Regions from separate parts of the Rattus norvegicus genome. Here region 1 is linked to region 2. The links are chromatin contacts, called in public Hi-C maps. All regions are on one chromosome and are shown on one strand. Each heading gives the region's core, a stretch centred on a gene start, on an enhancer-like site or on the middle of the called end of the contact. The rest is flanking DNA. Distances are from core to core; before and after follow the strand shown. Region 1 holds the start of Basp1 (brain abundant, membrane attached signal protein 1). Region 2 has its middle 160 kb from the start of Basp1.

Region 1 (5,742 bases), core at 2,855-5,354, 170 kb after region 2:
CTGCCTGTTTGCATCTCTGTAGTTATTTCAAAGAGTAAATCTCATGGTCACTGGATTAGCTGAAGTCTGGGGAGAGAATGAGTCGGAAAGGATTGAGCTGAGCAGACACACACTGCACCCATTCTGGAGAAGAGCAACTTGTCCTTGTATGCTGTCTTCAGCAACTGCCTAGGTGACAGCTATGGCGATCATCAGGGAGAACAGGAGGTGAAAACTGCTTAGAGCAGTAAAGGCCTATGCAAATCCAACAAACCAGATACCAGCGTACCAGCTTTGACGTAATTCTCAGAACTTTTTTGGACAGCTTTTGAAGGTGAAATTTTACAAGAGATCACAAAAATCAGACCAAAAAATAATAATAATAATCTGTGTAAGTCCTTTATTTAGTAGTAATTGTTCCAGCACGTAGAGAATAATGGTGGTTAGTGTGAGTTTGAGGCCCGAGCTAAACTCAATGTAGATCATTTATTTTAGAAGTATTGATAAGATGTTGATGGGCTGGTACCAGTAAGACGTCCCTTTTCGAGCATGTATTTACAAGGACAGAAATGAACTGTTTCAAAATATAAAACCATGCCAAGCAACATTCTAAACCCATTTCTTTAGTACTGTCATTAACAGGATTTTATAGTGTATTCATATAGACATACGTGTGTACATCCATGATGTACATATGCACGTGTGTAAACGTGCTACTCGAGATATTTGAAGAAGGACTCTGATGTGCCATGTTTTACACAGCTGCCATGAATGGCACAGACATCTACTTTACAGTGAACAATATTCCCAAAAGGTAGCTTTTTTTCTCTGATTTCATACACCATTTATCTTGACCATGAAATACAAATGGCTTGAAGTTAAAGGGAAATAAAAATAAAGAAAACATAATTAGTACACTTAAAACCATAATGTGATTTGTTCTGGAAACTCCAGGAGGATTACAAAGAGGCCTCGGAGCACAGGGAGCCTGATGCTGACGGCCCGGCCACTGAAGATGTAAGTTAGGGGAATGGAGGGAGATCCATTTCATAAGCCACAGACAGCGTAAACGCCAGCTAAGGACCACAAATGTCCAGATAATCAATGTAGTCAAATGCTGGTGCAATATATCAGGATTTTAAAGAGCTCCCTCTCTCCTTCTGCTAATGTGTAGCAAGAAAGCTGACTAAATGGGGGGGAAAGTAACAATATCTTTAATTGATTTTAAAATTATGTTGTTCAAAAATCTTAAAGCTCACTGACTTGAAAGCTATTGGTTTTAGACTATATCCAGCACTCTCTTCCAAAAATACTACCTAGGGGGAAAAAAGACTTCATTAACATACTATAACCCTCTAAATTATACTACTCAATGCATAATTCAGACAGAATATAATACATGACTCTCAATACATGAAATTAATTGCTAAGTATCAGAAGAATAGAACCTTTGCCACCTAAGAAGCAGCCAGACACTCACCCTACCAATTATAAGCTGTGGCATAGTGACTGTGGTCAATATTGAGGGTATTTTCTGTTTTTTAAGGAACAAAAGGGAAGATTGACGTTTTCTGCCACGTGTTATTCCACCAGGACCTACTAGAAATCCTGTGGCATGAAAGCCTTTCAAACACAATCCACCATTGCAGAAATAGGGCATTAGCTCCCGACACATATAGTAAGCCCTGTTTAGAATAGCAGAAGTAAACCAGCACCAAAAAAATTCTGAGGAGCCATACGCTGAGAAATACATCATTTGAAAGAAAATCTGCCATCAAAGGACTATCATGGCTCCTGTTAAATGGGGGAAGGGGGTATTATGAACTTGGTGCTTCGCCATCTTCTTCCCAGCAATGCTAGCGCCTTCTTCCTCCCCCCCCCTACCCCCACCTCAGCGAGGTTTGCCTTTTGGAGTCTTTAATGAAACAATAAAGTAGGAATAAGAGAATTCAGAAAGGCTTAGGCTGCTGGAAAGGTAACCATTTTCTCACGCTGGCTTCTGTAGGCCATCTTGTTCATTTAAATGCCAAGATGTCTTAATCTGTCCCAGGTGGTATCACCAGGGGCAACACCATCGCTGGTCTGAGACTAATGTTCCTTGGTCAAATGACCCGCAATAAAGATCTGTCAGGCAAACAGCTAATTGGTGCAGACTAAGAAAACCACCATCCCTGCAGTGCGTTACAAACAGAAAGAACAATGGACAGTTCTAGAAAGGAAAACAGCAGTGTGCATCATATTCATATATATATATACACATATACATGTATATGTATATATATATATATATATATATATATATATTTCACAATTCCCCCTCCCTTTTTTTTTTTTTTGACTAATTGCAATCCGTAAAAATGGGTGAGATGTGAAAGCTTGAGGGGGGAAAAAGAAGCATACACAAGACCGAGACCGAGCCTCGCGGGGAAGGGAGTAGGGAGGGGGTGATGGGAGGGGTGGTCATTTGTGTCCAAGGGTTTCATGAAACATTTAGGGCAAACGCCTTTGTTCCTAGGCTCGGGAGGGGAGTGGGTGGATGGATGATGGGGCTGCCTGGCCCTCCACACCCTACTCTCCGGCGCATGCGCGAGGCCAAGACAAAGGAATAGGTAATTACAGTCCCGATTCATTCATTTTGCCTGCAATACTGGAGGTCTGCGGGCCCTTGCTATATTCCCAGGGGCGGAGGTTAATCCACACCCCAATAGCAGTCCCCTTGATAGCCGTGTTTTATTTTAGCCCGCCACGTAAGTGGCCAGTGGTCTCGGCCAAGACAGAGGTGTGTCAACTCCCATGCCAAACACTGAAAAATCGCACCCATGTGCGCTGTGCTCCTTTCAACAGAGTGAAAATCTCTGGGGCAGAGGCTGTCCACCGAGCTCGCTTAAAGGCGGAAACGTCTCGGCGTGGGGGGTGGGGGTAGCAGATTAGGAACAGGGCCAAGCGTTCGATGAATATTCATGAAAAGAATGCGGTTCCCAGCCACGCATTGTGTGCCATCGGATCCAGGGATTCTGAAATTTTTCTTTTAATGGTGTAGGGAAGCGGGAACCAGACGTTGGGTTGTAGCGTTTGAGATACAGGGGGGAAAATCTACAGAAATCTTGTCTTGCAGAAGGGTTGTGCCGGTTCGGACCGCGGGCTGTCAGGTTCAAGCCCACCCCACCCCCAGCCCCCCCAGGCTGGGGCGGCGGTGGAGGCGCGCGGCCCGTTTTCTGAGCGCAAGGCTCAATAAATAAATAAATAAAATGTTGGCGATGTCCACAGGTTAGTGGGAAGGCAGTTCAGCCGCAGACCGAGCTAGGGCTTTGATCTGCCCCGGGCGTGCACACGGTCTTCCGAACCTCGTGTTCCTCGGTTACCCCAAACCAAGATCCAGGAGTCCTGAGGGCCAATCCACCCCCGCCCCTTCCGATCAGACCAGATTCCGTGTCTTCTTTCTCCCTCCCCACCCCACCCCCATCCTCCATCTTCTGCTACTGCGCCCCTCACACGGAGCGCTTTCTCCGTGGCTGTGCCCGTTCCGCTGACAGAAGACTGGGTTTAGCCCACAGAACCCAGGCCAGGGGATTCGATGCCTTGAAAAAGATTTCGCATTCGGTATTTCCCGGTCACCAGCCGCTTCCCACCCTCCCGCCCCACTCCCTCCCGAACTCTGTTCATCTGCCTCGCCGCCACCCTCCGCAAGCTCCCCACCCTACGAAAGGCTTCCGAAGCTGTCCACCTTGGGGGAAAGCATCACCATGGATCCCCAAATGCGACAGAGCCCACTTAGAGGAATCCCACGCCCACTGTGTCTAAACCCGGCCGCACCCAGTCTGCACCGTTGGAGAACCCTAGGCTTCAGGGTGGGGCGGGGCCCTGGGGAACCGGTGGCCCTGAGTCCGCGGTGGCGTGAGGGACCCACGGCGCGCCTCCTTACCGGCTTTGGGTGCCTGTGCCGGCCCTGGGTGAGCGCGGTGCCTCCAAGGGGCCCGGGTGTCTGGTGTCGTCCGGCCGAGTGCCTGGCCGCTCAGCAAAGGCTCTCTCTCTCCCGGCTCGACGGCGGAGCCCGGAGCGTGGAGCGAGTTGGAGCGCTGCCGCCGCCGCCGCCGCCGCTGCCGCTACTGCCGCCGCCGCTGCAGCCTCTGCATTTCTCGATCGCTCCCCCTCCCCTTCCTGCCCAGCGCCCTCCCCCCCCGCGCGTCCGCCCGCCCAGCTCCTCCGCTCGCCGACCCCGCCCGCCTCGCGCCCGCCCCTCCTCTCCCAGCCCGCGGCCTGCACCCCTCCCGCTCCGTTCGCACCCCGCCACCCGGGGGGTCCCCAACTTCTCTCCTCCAGCAGCCACTGCGCCCCGAGACGCCCCGTGATCCAGCGCCCCCGTCACCACACCCGCACAGTCACCCCCACCCTCTGCTATCCTCATTCAGATCCCTCCCCTACAGCCCTGTGCCTTACCCGCCTCCCCAACAGTTTCTGTCAGTCCCCCCTCCTATTGCCTCCTTGCACGCCCCTCCATTCCCCCACTCGCGGCGGGACTGTCTGTGGATTTCTCTCCTCTCTCTGTCTCGCACACATTTTATTTGAAAGCATTGAATAATTAGCTCGTGCTCTCGCTCAGACTTAAGGGGCTGGTGAACTATTCCCTCGCCGCAGCCAGCTTTCTCTGCCCCTCAATCCAGCCCGCTCCAGACGACAGGCTGAGATTCTGCTATCACGTAGGCAGTGAGACTGGAATAGACGCGACGCCTCTCTTGAAACCATCAAGATAGATATCCGCTGGCTTTAGGGTGTCCCCCAAGGCAAGCATCTGGGATGCCTTCGGCAGATGCTCGCCCTCGGGGCCCACCAGGAGGCTGCAGTTTGCAAGGCGCCACCGCCCAGAGCCCAGGTCCGGGTCTGGAGGCGGCACCGCCTCTCAGGGGACGTTCTCCCGACTTCGGAGAGAAAGAAAGGAAGAAATGCACCCTAGGAAAATGGGCTTCGACTTTTTTGTGCCTGTGCTTTCATGGAAGTCACCAGCTCTCGGGCTGCTTAAGATACCACTCAGAATCGCGCCCTGCCAGGCTGTGGCCATCCGCGCTAAGTCCTCGTGTTCTGGTCGGTGAGCACTTTGGGTAGCACCGCGACACACAATAGCCATCAGGGTTAGGAGATATGCTCGCCATGTTTACCTGTTGGCAAAAATAAAATGCAAAATAAAAATTTAAATTGTGAAGCTAACACATGGTGACGTCTTTTAGAACCACATCTCTTTTCTTCAGACAAAAGCCAATTTTACCATCCCGCAAACCCATTGAGCCCTGGAAGTTCCGTTCGCGGCACTTTGGCGCCCTCTGGCTGTATCAGGATTGCTTGGTTGTTCTGCTTCATACTGAAAGAAATGGGGGGGTGGGGGGGTGGAAATGTATGTTCCCTTCTTGGTTGGATTTACCCTCATGAGTGAAGCACAGATTTGAGACAAGCTTGCCCTCCAGGATGACAAAACCCAACAACATTTGGGGAAACGAATTCCAGGTAAGTGCTGGGGGGGGGGGGGGTCACTTTCCTTTAACAGAAAAATAAATAATAGAACTTTAATAAGAGTGGAAAAGGAACTGCCACATCTTAAATCAAAAAGTGATGAAGAAAAGGTGAAAATGTTTTGTGGTGGCTGCTGCTTCCTCCTCATCTTCCTCCTCTTCTTTCTTCTCCTCCTTTCTTCTTTCTTCGTCCTCTCCTTCTCTTCCTCTCCTTCTCCATCTCCCTCTTCCTCTTCTTTCTTTCTCCCTCTCTTCCCCATCC
Region 2 (6,554 bases), core at 486-2,985:
TGGTTATTATAACGTCAGATTTATGCAGTCCCAGGGTCCTATCCAGGGCTCCGTGAGTGTCGGGCAACCACTGAACTATAATCTCTGCTCAGTTTCATCCTTTAACACACAAATTTATCAATTCAAATCGTGTTTGCTTGTGTTTCCAAGTCAAATGAATCTAAGTCACTTGTGAGTCCTGGCTCCTTTTGACTGGCTAGAACAGCAGTTCTCAACCTTCGTAATGCTGGGAACCTGTAGTTCACGCTGTGGTGGCCCCCTTCCATAAAATTTTCATTGTTACTTCATAACTGTAATTTTGCTGCTGCTATGAATCATATGTGAACATCTAATTTATTTATAAATATTTTACATAATGAAGGACACCTGACATTGTGATCCCTATGAAAGGGTCATTTGACCACCCCAAGGGGTCAGAACACAGGATCAGAACCACTGGACTGGGGGCTTTTCAGCTCTAGGCTTTTTTTTTTTTAATTTACAAGGAATAATTCTTTGAATAGCATGACTCCTGGTCTGAGTCTCCACTTAGCCCCTCCAAAAACTTCCATGCCTGGCCTCTGAGACCTCTTGGCTGCTGTGTTCCTGTCTTCAACAATTACTACTTGAGCCATGACCTCTGACCCCTATGACTCACTGAAGCAGGTGATCCTGACTCAGGGACCTGGAAAACTCTCATTCCTCGTCAAGAAGAATCCTGTGGTGCAGATGATCCCAAGGGCCCATCGTGGCCCAAATCTCTAAATTTTTCTCAGTTACAAAGGGGGCCTTTGCTTTTCCTCTCACCCAGGTCCAAAGGCCCAGGACACAGCAGACAATTCTTACATGTCCTCACTCCGCACTGCTCAAAGTGAGAAGATGCTTTCAAAACTGCATCTACCTTTGGCCTACCTTAACTATTTCAGGAATACAGTAGAAAAAAAATCTCGTTTTTCTTCTTCTACAACTTATTGCAAAATCTACAAAACATTCTGACAGAATTATCTACATTCTCACCAAATGTCTCCTCCCTTAGCGCCTGAAGCCCACTGGGCAGCTGGTGCCATCAGAATTGCTTTCACCATTCTTCCTAGGGTTAAGTTGTAAAAGCTCACACAAGCAAGTAAACAAATGTGAAGAAGCAAACAAAATGTTCCCTCAAAGTCAAGGCACTGACTTCTTTTTCCTTTACATGCTCACTGTGTCAATGTTTGCCTGTCACTTCACCTTGTGGGCCATCCCAGGCATGGATGTGCCTTGGAACCCTGTCTTTTCAAAGTAGGAAGGCAAATAAAGGATGCCACGAGTCTCCAGGGTGATTTCCACCCAGTCTCAGAGCAAGGGCATTCTTCCCTTCTAAATGACCTTCCTCCCCCTTCAATTCCTAGGTGTCAGGAATTTCTCCTTCAGGGGTGGAGGTCAGAGCTGCCGTGTCACAGAACCCAGGCTTCTTGGCCTACCAAGCCTTGTCAGTGACTATTAGTATAAAAGCAGGTAGGAAGCAGCTGATCGGCCAGCTGGTGCGACGAACAAGCCAGCTTCCGCCCTCCTACCCCTGAGGTTCCCTTGATGAAGTACCAGCTCACTACAGACTTCAAGCAACACCTCGTGGGAATGGAGCAAGGGATTACTTGTCAATAATGCATGAGCACAGAAAGCCCTAGAAATATGTGCTTAAGGGCGACTTGCAGCAGAGGGAGAGGATGAGTCACTCGGTGACACAGATCAGATAAAATAGCTGTCTTGAAGCCTGCTTTCAGCTGAGAAAAAAAAAAGCAGTCTGCAAACTGTCTTTTCTCTTGCTGCACTTCTGCCTTCTGGGTAGACTTTCTGCTTAGAAATGTCGAAACAGGAAGAGTAGCCAGATCTTTTCACAGCTCTTCCTATAAATAGATAAGTGAGGTAAGAGTAAGGGGTGATGATGTAGCCCAGCAGTAGCTTGTGCAAGGCCCTCATTCAATTGCCTATATTATGAGCACACGCACACACACACACACACACACACACACACACACACACACACAAATAAAGCTCTCCTACCCTAGTCTGTTTCTCCTGTTTCTTCCGTGTGTGTGTGTGTGTGTGTGTGTGTGTGTGTGTGTGTGTATGTGTGTGTGTGTGTGTGTGTATGTGTGTACCTGTGGGTTGGGTTTATAAATGCACATGGGGTATATGTGTGAGAGGTGTGTGTGTGTGTGTGTGTGTGTGTGAGCGTGAACTGTCATATAAGTGCGATATGTGAACAATGTGAGTGTATGAATTTGAATGCAGTTTAGGTCACACTTATTTTTAATCCTCGTGTTCAATAGGCGATCACTCCAAGGTAATGGCTCATTCCTCTATAAAACAAATGCAGCCTTTTCATCTCAACTATGAAGTCTAATACAAGCTCTAAACCAGTGAACCAATTCTCCTACAGATGCTCCTTTCTCAGATCCCTGGGTTTAACTCTTTCATCCCTGACTTCATCTGAAACCTCCACGTGTTGTAACCTCCCGTTCCATTTAGTGACGTATGTGGACATAATTCTGATGCTTCTTACTGGCTAATAACCATAATTCTGTACACTGCTTCTCACATTGAAATAATATAAGCCAAAATATGCAGAGTCCCAGACGTCCACACGCTCGAAGCATTTCAATTTTTTTTTTAACCTAGACCCAGCAGGAACTCCTCCTCACCACGTGACAGTCATGAGCCGTCTGCATCAGTCATAATTTGCAGGTGTTCAGTCAGTACTCCAGTGCTGGGCTTCAGGGACTGGGCCTTGTCTGTTGTGTTTTGACTTACTTTATGCTGATTCTTTCCTCTCCTCAGAGCTGCTTTCTGTGTACTCCTGGGGCCTCTGCTCCCAGGCTGGATCTGGCTGGTACCATTGTTTTTGACCTGAGAAGTGGCACTTGCCCGACTTTGAGGTGTTTAGATTGCCAGTATTTACTTGCTCTTGCTTTCATTTGGGATTTTTTTTTTCCTCAATCTGGTTTATGTTCTCTTGGCATTCCTTTTGTGTTTCCTCATCTACTCTCAACTTAAGGCTTGGAAGTTTGCTAAGGATGGGAGAGCAGCTTTAATGCCGCTCTCTAACTGCTACAGGGCAACAACTGCCAGGCTCACAGTGGGAGAACTGCAGAATGTCACTTAAAAATACAATAATATTAATGAGATGAAATCAGCATTTCTGGGGACAATTAAGAATGTTAGAGTTATTTGATTCTCTGGAGTCTAACTTCTTGAGTTCTTTATATATATTGGATATTAGCCCTCTGTAGGATGTAGGATTGATAAAGATCCTTTCCCAATCTGTTGGTTGCCATTTTGTCCTAATGACAGTGTCCTTTGCCTTACAGAACCTTTGCAGTTTTATGAGGTCCTATTTGTCGATTCTTGATCTTACAGCATAAGCCATTGGTGTTCTCTTTAGGAAATTTTCCCCCTTTCAAGGCTCTTGCCCATTTTCTCTTCTATTAGTTTCAGTGTATCTGGTTTGATGTGGAGGTCCTTGATTCACTTGGACTTGAGTTTTGTACAAGGCAATAACAATGGATAGATTTGCATTCTTCTACATGCTCACTGCCAGTTGAACCAGCACCATTTGTTGAAAATGCTGTTTTTCCATTAGTTGGTTTTAGCTCCTTTGTCAAAGAACAAGTGACCATAGGTATGTGGGTTCACTTCTGGCTCGTCAATTCTATTCCACTGATCTACTTGGAGTACAGAGCTAAACAGAGAATTCTCAGCTGAGGAGAATCCAATGGCTGAGAAGCACCTAAGGAAATGTTCGACATTCTTAGTCATCAGGAAAATGCAGGTCAAAACAACCCTGAGATTCCACCTCACACCAGTCAGAATGGCTAAGATCAAAAACTCAGATGACAGCAGATGCTGGTGAGGATATGGAGAAAGAGGAACACTCCTCCATTGCTGGTGGGATTGCAGACTGGTACAACCACTCTGGAAATAGTCTGGAGGTTCCTCAGAAAACTGGACATAGTACTACCTGAGGACCCAGCTATATTACCCCTGGGCACATACCCAAAAATGCTCCAGCATATAACTAGGACACATACTCCATTATGTTCATGTTCATAGCAGCCTTATTTTTAATAGTCAAAAGCTGGAAAGAACTCAGATGTCCTTCAACAGAGGAATGGATACAAAAAATGTGATACATTTACATAATGGAATACTACTTAGCTATTAAAAACAATGACTTCATGAAATTCTTAGGCAAATGGATGGAACTAGAATATATCACCCTGAGTGAGGAAACCCAATCGCAAAAGAACACACATGGTATGCATTCACTGATAAGCATATATTAGCCCAAAAGCTTGGAATACCCAAGATACTAGTCACAAACCACATGAAGCTCAAGAGGAATGAAGACCAAAGTGTGGATGCTTCAGTCCTTCTTAGAAGGGGAAACAAAAATACTCATAGGAGGAAATACAGAGACAGAGTTTGGAGCTGAAGGAAAGGCCATCCAGAGACTGCTCCACCTGGGTATCTATCTCATATGCAGCCACCAAACCCAGACAATATTGCAGATGCCAAGAAGTGCATGCTGACAGGAGCTTGATACAGCTGTCTCCTGAGAGGCTCTGACAGAACCTGTCAAATACAGAGGCAGATGCTCACAGCCAACCATTGAAATGAGAACAGGGTCCCCAGTGGAGGTACTAGAGAAAAGACTGAAGGAGCTGAAGGGTTTGCAACCCCATAGGAAGAGCAACAATATCAACCAACCAGAACCCCAGAGCTCTGGACTAAACCACTATCCAAACAGAACACAGGGATGGGCCTATGGCTTCATCAGCCTAATTAGCAGAGGATGGTCTTGTCAAGCATCAATGGAAGGAGAAGCCCTTGGTCCTGTGAAAGCTTGTTGTCCCAGTATAGGGGAATGTCAGGTCAGGGAAGCAGGATGGAGTCGGTGGGTAGGGGAGCACCCTCATTGGAGCAGGATGTGATAGTGAGTTTCTAGAGGGAAAACTGGGGAAGGGGATAACATTTGAAACATAAATTTTAAAAATCCAATAAAAGAAAAGAACAATAGAAATAAAGTTGATTAAACAGGAAAAAAAAAGAATGTTTGCTTTCAAATGAAAAGCCTAGTATGAACATAAGGAGTGCTTCATCGGAATCTGCGCTGTAGAACCTGAAAGCTCCATCCTGTGTCCTTTTTGGTAACCCTCAATTAAGCAGTCATGTGCACAGGCCTCCCCCTTAATACATGTGCTCAGCCCAATGCACCTCACCCTTCTCTATTTCTTCCTGCATTTCACCTACTAAAACCTCAAGTTGCCAAAAGTGTGTTGGACCAGTCTGGTGAAAAATACACAGAAACGATGAGGTTCAACTTGACTACTTAATTATGCAAACTACCTTCCTGCAGAGAGTTGGCTGTGATCACATCTGAATTAACCTTCCTAGGGACACTCAAGCGTACTCTCTCAGCTGTACTTCTCTAGGATAGTACCACACATGTATAAGAAGAGAAGTGCTAGCATGTAACAATGCCTTTGAAAGAATCAATGCTAAAATCTCTTTACTTCCTTTACTCGATGCAACTACCATGTGTTTCTATCTCATTCTGCATACTTAAACTTAATAAATTTCTTCAGGGGAACTAAGCATATTCTGATCTCAAAATGAATTAAGAGGCTCTTACCGAAGGCCATTAGGAGCCAGATAGAGCTGTATCCACAGCCTCACCTCCTGGACCAGAGATGGTCCAGAAGGGTGAGGTGCATTGGGCTGAGCACATGTGGACAAGCTCAGGAGGTTGGGGAATCACATAGGCTTGACTTAGATGGCAAATACACTCAACTGCAAAGAAAGAACAGCTATATGTCCTCTACTCCAGGAAGTAATGCCATTTTGTCAGAAAGGGAAACTCAATTTGTGTCACTCCTGACTAAGGGAGGAAAGTGAAAGGATATGACTCAATTGTTAGAGGCCAGTCAGAAATTAAATCCCCAAATCAGCAATGATTAAGGTCACAGTGACATCATACATTAAAAATAATAATAATAAAAGTCCCCTCGAGCTTTGGAGGGGTCTTGGAAAGGCACTACACTTCAAAATAGTACTCATTCCTATATAATCCACACTGTAGGATATTCTACATGAATTAGTAAGATGTGTCCAAAGCCCATAAACAAACAAATCCTACAGTCAGTGGTCTTTGTGCCACAGGAGTTGGGTTGCTCAAACCAACTTCAAACCTGCTTTGCTGGGTTTTACTGATACCATCCCAAAATACCCCAACTGTAAATATCAAAACTTAACTTTCCACACTGTAGATGTTTGAAGTCTAAGATTAAGGTGTTGGTCAAGTGGTTCCTCTGAGTTGTCCCTGTGACATAATGTTCTTCCAACCTATTTATCTTCCTTGGCATGAGAAAACATCAGTCGTATGTCTGGTTCTGTCTTCAGGAGATGTTCTCCCTGTACACATATCTCTGTAACCAGAGGTAATTCTTTTTTTAGGACTCTGACCATACAGAAGTTGGATTGACTTTAAATGCCTCATCTTAATTAGCCTACAAAGACTATATACAGATAAGGTTCCA

The links. Hi-C and Micro-C count contacts between places; a contact is called where the count stands out from the background.
Region 1: a Hi-C map of frontal cortex shows a contact between it and region 2, with 3 times the contacts expected there. The contact joins the promoter of Basp1 here to the enhancer-like site in region 2. A contact is called at or near these places in 3 of 12 Hi-C or Micro-C datasets (frontal cortex, kidney and mammary epithelial cells).

What each region holds. Positions count from the first base shown.
Region 1 is chr2:77,590,193-77,595,934 of GRCr8, forward strand. Basp1 (brain abundant, membrane attached signal protein 1) reads right to left here and starts at 4,105. Exons shown (of 2, transcript NM_022300.2): 1 at 3,902-4,105.
Region 2 is chr2:77,427,541-77,434,094 of GRCr8, forward strand. No RefSeq gene overlaps it. Among named protein-coding and RNA genes, the nearest start is that of Basp1, 160 kb to the right of the region's middle. Within about 2 kb of position 1,736, at least 35 of the 93 cell types and tissues checked have an H3K27ac peak or open chromatin away from gene starts, as enhancers often do.